2 separate regions of the Gossypium hirsutum genome follow, and region 1 is linked to region 2. Evidence: chromatin contacts called from public Hi-C data. All regions are on one chromosome and are shown on one strand. The core of a region is the stretch at or near the end of the contact, and the rest is flanking DNA. Distances in the headings are between cores, read along the strand shown.

What was found. Hi-C and Micro-C count contacts between places; a contact is called where the count stands out from the background.
Region 1: a contact with region 2 is called in a Hi-C map of petal, with 5 times the contacts expected there. The contact joins the promoter of LOC107950612 here to the promoter of LOC107952346 in region 2. A contact is called at or near these places in 6 of 34 Hi-C or Micro-C datasets (anther, hypocotyl, leaf and 1 more).

The regions. Positions count from the first base shown.
Region 1 is chrD03:9,842,439-9,845,699 of Gossypium_hirsutum_v2.1, forward strand. LOC107950612 reads right to left here and starts at 1,539. Exons shown (of 12, transcript XM_016885492.2): 1 at 1,250-1,539; 2 at 1-279. The coding sequence starts at 1,267.
Region 2 is chrD03:9,665,231-9,668,807 of Gossypium_hirsutum_v2.1, forward strand. LOC107952346 (dnAJ-like protein slr0093) reads right to left here and starts at 2,248. Exons shown (of 6, transcript XM_041089727.1): 1 at 1,897-2,248; 2 at 93-170. The coding sequence starts at 1,926.

The DNA.
Region 1 (3,261 bases), core at 289-2,788, 180 kb after region 2:
ATGACTCGAATTGACACTCAGTAAATTGCTTGCTTCACTGTGGGTATGCTGTAAGCTGTCATTTGTTTTATCCTCATTGATAGAATATTGAGTTGCCACAGCAACACTATCAGTTTCATCAGAAAACTCACTCCTCTTCGATCCCATTTGAGATATACTAAGATGCATACACGATGAACAAGGAGCAGAGAACACGTTGCAGGTTCCAGATTCTGCTTTTGTATGAACCTTTTGACTCAGGGAACGCCTAACTAATCTTTTCACAGTTTTTGGTGGTACCTATGAAAAAAAGGCAGAATTAAGTAAAAAAAAATAGAAATAAGCAGAAAGCTAGATATCTATGCCTTTAAACAGACATGTACTTTTCATCCAAATAAAAAATAATTAATCTTATCCAACAAATCTAATAGCAAAAGTTCTACTTTGGCAAAAGAAAGAGGTGTATTTGCAAGAAAATGAGCTCGATAGCTAGAGATTGTCTAGAAAGGTAAAACAAGGAATAAAATAAAGCACCAATCCAATCCCTAATGATTCTAAGAACCATCTAAAATAGCGGGTTCGTTTAAGATAAGGATGGGTTCTGGATAAACAACAGGCAACTTGAGATGCATACAAATAGAACAAGCAATAATCAAAATACAAAGAGAAAAGACCGTTACAAATAAGACATAATAAATAATAATTTCCATAGTCCATTTATATCTCTTGATATATAGGTTTTAAATACATGGATTTTTGAAGGTTTTGAAATCAGAGAACATCATTACATACATTAATGCAACCCAACATCAATCTAACTGTTACTCAAAGCATCATTTTTTATTTGATACCTCTTTGGACAAGAAATGTAAGAGTATGACCCTTGAAGAGGCGGACAGGCTAAGAAGCGTATGATCTTAAGCTATTTGACAGGCCCATCAATGAGACCATGCAGAAGCCATTCTGTAGGACTGCATTGAGAAATTTTTTCTGCCTCATCTTTTCCTTCAGTCCTTTTACATGTTTTCTGTTTAACTTTCTGATATGTTTTTATCAAACTTCAGCAATCAAATTATATGCAGCCTATATTTACTTTGTGGAACATAACTTTCGTTTAGTAAGACTTCCCCTTCATATCATGTCCTAATAACAATGACATATATTAATAAATATAACCTTACGCAAATCCCATCCTCTAAGTCAACTTGCAGTTGCAATCACAGATTCTCCAACCTAGCATCATACATAGTGCTTAATATTAAAACTTTACCATAAAGACTCCTCTCATCTTCGTTACCCGGACTCGGCAATTTGGGGTGAAGTACCCGTGTCGACACGATCCGACACGGATTCCGACACGGGATACAGGTTAGATCCGGAAAAAACCAGCGGAGACGGCGGTGGGTGAGAACTGAGATGAGATGAGAAGAGAAGAGAAGGAAAGAACACTGATTTGCAGCGATGAGAGAGAGAGAGAGAAGAGGGATGATGGTAGGAGGAAGATGATGATAGAAGAAAGAGAAATGACTGTTCAAATAAATGAACCAAAAATTAGGGTGTAATAAATCTGTAACCTATATTTATATTTATATTTACACGAGTACTTTCAGAAAGAGACCATACCATTATATATAAGATATAATATTAAATTTAGCTTTACATATTTTTGTTAATTTGATATTTATTTTTTAATTAAATTTGATTTTTAATTTTTTTTCAAATTTAATCATTAATTTTTGAAAAATAGTTAAATTATTTTTAACAGAAATATTAACTAAAATATTAAATTTTTAAATATGATAATTTACATGTATTTCATGCTAATTTTTTAATTTTTATGAATTTTTTATATTTTTTATAATTTATATTTTTTATTTAAATATTTTATAATATTTAGATTATTTATTAATGTGGCATATATAGCATCATGTTAGCATGAAGTGGATCTGGTTTATTACATCAATATCATTAAAAAATTAATAAAAATTAATTTGACTTTTTTAAAAGATTAATAATTCAATTTAGCTCAAAAAAGAATAAAGATCAAATTAAAGAAAATGTAAATGTTCAGAGTTAAATTTATCACCATGCCTAAATATAATATAATAACAAGGTACACAAACATTTAGGATAAATTAAGTATTGAAAATTTAATTACTAAATTTAATATCTAAATTTTGTTTGATTATATTACTTAAAATTAATTTTAACCCTTGAATTTTTTTTAAAAATGATAATAATAACCAGAAAGAAATAAAAGTAATAAAAAAATCTAGAAAAATATAAAAATTATTAAAAATTTAAAAATATATAAAGAAAATATCAAAATTAATTAAAAAGTTAGAAAAAGAATATAAAAATATAAGAAAATTATTTAAAATATATACAAATTTTATTAAAAATTATAAAAAATTAAAAAATTCCTTTTGAATGTACTTTACTACATTTTATAATTTAAAGAAAGATAAAATTAATAAAGATGTAAAAATATAGAAAAAGTATAAAATTTATTAAAATATTGATTTTATTAAAATATAATTATTATAATTATTAAAAATATTTAAAAGTAATTGTACCATATTCCAACATTGTTTGAAGTTAAAGTTTCAGGATCCTTGATGGGTGTCGATGATCTCATGATATCAATGTCATTGCCAAAGCTTAGACCGCAAAAATAATAGTAGAGATGACGAAGAAGCAACAATTTTGAGCCACTCATTATTTTCATGATACTCTATTTTCCTACTGAGCTAATCTCTTTGTAACACCCACTCCCGACTTGATTGTCGAATCTAAGATGTAAAATGTCATATTTGTTGCCAAAACAACTACTATTTTATTTCAATATTTAATAGACAAGTCACACAAGTAATTTAGTTTCAAAACTTAGTAAAACACATTATTTATTTAGATCTGGGTTATAAGTGAACTTATGAAAGCTCTTATGAAACACCCATAATAAACGAGGGACTAAAACGTAAAAATTTCTAAATATGGAGGTAATGCCGCGACATTGAGAGAGGCATGCAGCAACTCTAAGGGCAAAAGCATGAGGCCGCCACTTCAATTAAGGCGAGTCACAACATCGAAGACAAAAACTTGATGTTGCAGCTTTAGTAGGGGAATGTTGCAACATTGAAAAGAAATAACTCAATGTCGTGACACCAACAGGGGAATGCCATGACTATGAAGACAAGTTCCCCCAAATATTGCATCCTTCATCACAAACCTACCAAGTACTAACCCTACTGATCTAAATGACCAAAAACTTAACACATCTCA
Region 2 (3,577 bases), core at 998-3,497:
AAAATGTAAAAGCCTATCCATGAAGCAATGGCAAGAAATAAAAGATATGGTTACGGAAAGGGGGAGAGAAGAGAGAGAGAGAGACCACTGACCAGAGCAAGCTTCCGGTAACTTAACCTGATGTTCTCATCAGTTGCATCATAATCTACTTCCAAAATTTTGTAGTAATCCTTGAATAGAAATCAGAACTATTTATCAGATGCATGTTGACATAACTATAGCATAAAATGAAACAAATACTCACTACATCCAGGAAAAAAGGGACAATTAGCATATGGCAAACATGCTGGTTAAAATGTCCAAGAACTAACACAGATTGTTGCACAACAACCCCTTGTTTGAATTAACTAGATAACGGGACACAAATTGGTAATTGTTACTATTAAAGAAATTACCACGCAATACAGCATTAACACTAATCTATAAAAAAAAAAATTACATTAACAGTCATCCCCATTCCTATAAACAAAGGGAAAGGAAGAGTGGGAAGGGGGGGAGGGGAGGAAGTGCTACTATGAAAATATATGTATAAATGAACTAATAAAACCAGGAGCCACCTGGCAATCCATGTATTCATGTCACGTTTGTACTATTTTCCCATGCCATAACTCGTAATTGTGCTTAAGGTGTTATATATTCATAAAAAATTGACACATTAACGATTTGCGGTTAATAGAATGACACATTCATGCATTTATGTGGTGTTTGTAATTTTTTTCGTGTTGTGCCATGTTTCATATATTTCTCCCATGTTTTGTGGAAATTGCCAAGTCTAGAAAAGCATTAAAGTATTTCAATTGATGAAAGGAATTTCTACTGCAGCTTTACATCACAGGCAACAATCAATGTGAAGGATAAGAAAAGACATAATCAATGCAAGTATTATCATCAGAAGACCCAATGCAATGCATTTATACTAAAATGAATATTCACCAGCAACTTTTAATGGCTACTGCCTCAAGACATTCTCTAAACCAACAAAGCAATAAAGAACACACACAAATGTAGCGTACAAAGTTTACTTTTGAGGTAAATGTAAACATGTTTACCACCACATGCTGTTGCAATACGATAGTACTCTCTATTCAGCAATGAGTCTAGTAAAAGATTGCAGAAAACTATATAGCACCACTTTTTCTAGATTTAAGTCACTGAAAAAACTCAATAGTTTCCCTCAAAAAAGTAATCTATAAACTATGTTACTCGGAATAGAGTGTGAGAGTGTGACGCGGTTATGGTTAGACCTTTCTAAGGTTTTCCATCTATTTGAAGGATCTTAGAGGTTATATCCCACTTCCATGAGTCGGACACGAGTGTTAGACATGGGTACTTCAAGAAGAATGAAGAGTTTGAGCAACATAGCCTATAAATGCATTGCAAAAACAACTTTCACAAACTTAATTTTTTACACAATGCACTGACCAAATAATTAGGAATTTCACATCCACGTAATACCATAGAAAGGTAGAATTTGTTACTTGCTATCATTTTACATAAGAAAGTGAATCTCATTCATGATAATCAAACAAAATAAGAAATGGTGTAATGCTTTTCCACACCTTAATTTCCAAGAAAAAGAAATTGCTAACTTAGACTCAATCTATGACAAAATGTAAATAGACAATTCCTAAAAAAAAAAAATGGAAATGATACTCTAATGAATTCGACCAATCCATTAGCATTTTCTTCTTCCCATAAAGTAAACAAACCCATCATAATTTTTCCCCCTTCTAATTTTTCACTTTTTCCTTTGAGCATTTAACTTTGCTCTCCAACTCCATTAAAGAGTATTTGGATGAATAAAAAGCTATGCCACTAAGTCAAATACATATTTTGGAAGTCAAAAGTTCCATCAAAACTAAAACTTGGAAAAGAAAAAGAAAAAACAAAGAATACCTTAGAAGTGGAATTATCATTGCCTTCCATCTGCAAATATAATGAGATTGCTAAGCTGAAGCCTCATAATAATTTTTTCAGAATTTTCAATGCTAGAAAAAGAAAGGGAATTGGGAATATTTTTTTGGAGAGATTTTTTTTAAGGAGAGGTTATTCGGATGCCACAAGTTTGAATATGGAACTGGGACTTATCTCAATGCTTGTAGCCTGAAACAAAAATATTGGGAATCTGGTACGTGCAGTGCACGCGTCGACCAAAGACAGGAACCTCAAATCTAGAGAGGTAGGTGAAGAAATTTTGAGGATTTTTGGATTATTTTTGAAAACCCAAATTAAGGAAGAAGGATGAATAGAACTATTTTCTAATGGATAAAATAATATTTAATTTAAGAGTAATTTCTCCGTAATTTTTTACACTTCACATGGAATGTGGATCTCTAAAGTATTGAATTTTTTTATTTTATTGGAATAATAATTTTCAATTTTTTAATTTTAATTTAGATGATTGAAAATAGCTTTCAGAAAATGATTTCAGGAAAATGAAATGATTTTTCTCTAAAAATTAATATATTTTTTTTATGTTTAGATGATTCTGTCTAAATTTTTTTTTGAAATTATTTTCTAAAAGTTATTTTTAGTGAAACAAACCCATTATAAATATATTTGTTACAAAATATTATATTAGAATCGAAATTTATTTTATAATAAAATAATATTTTAAAATGATTAATATCTTATATAAATTTAATAATAAACAATATCTAATTAAAACTTAATTTAAATTATATATATTACATATATGAGAATCAATGTAACACATTAAAGTTGGATGAAATAAATGAAGCTAAGCATAAATTAAACAAATACTCATTTTTATATTATTAATATTCACATTTCATACTATAAAACATTTATAAATTTTAATATATATTTATTATTAAAATATTAATATAAATATTTCAATAAGAATATTATTAATATTTTTAAAATTTTTAAAAATTAAAATAAATAAATAATAATATAATAATATTAAGTTTATTTTAATTATAAAAAAAATAAGATTATTCATAAAAGAACTCCTTTTTAATAATTTTTTAAAAGCGTAAATCAATTTTTTAAAAAGAGGTTTATTTTTCGTTGAATACAAGTCATTTTCTATTTATCAAGTTGTTTTCAATTAACCAAATTATTTTCCATAAAACAAATACGAGAAAATGTAAAAAATATTTCCATACATCATTTTCTGTGAAACAGATGTAACTTTAATACTAAATTTTCGAAAAGAATATTGAATATAATAAGGAGATATTTAAAAATATTAATTTATTTTTTAAAATTATATTTTGTTTTTTATTAAAAGGATGAAATATTCAAAATAATTATACTCAACTTTTATCCGAGAATATAAAAATAATATGAACTATTATGTTAATAAGACTAAAAATTATAAAATAAATAAAATGTTTTAAAAAATTAGAATTACAATAATCAAATAAAATAATTATATTTAGTACATATTTTTTAATCATATATCTAAAATTATATCTAATTATCTTATTATAAGAGTTGTGGTCACAATAGTTGAAACAACACGAAAGGAAACTTTGCACATTAATATTGTTAACGCAATTTGAATTTAATCTATGTCTACAAAACTTTACTCAAAAGACTAATTCACTGA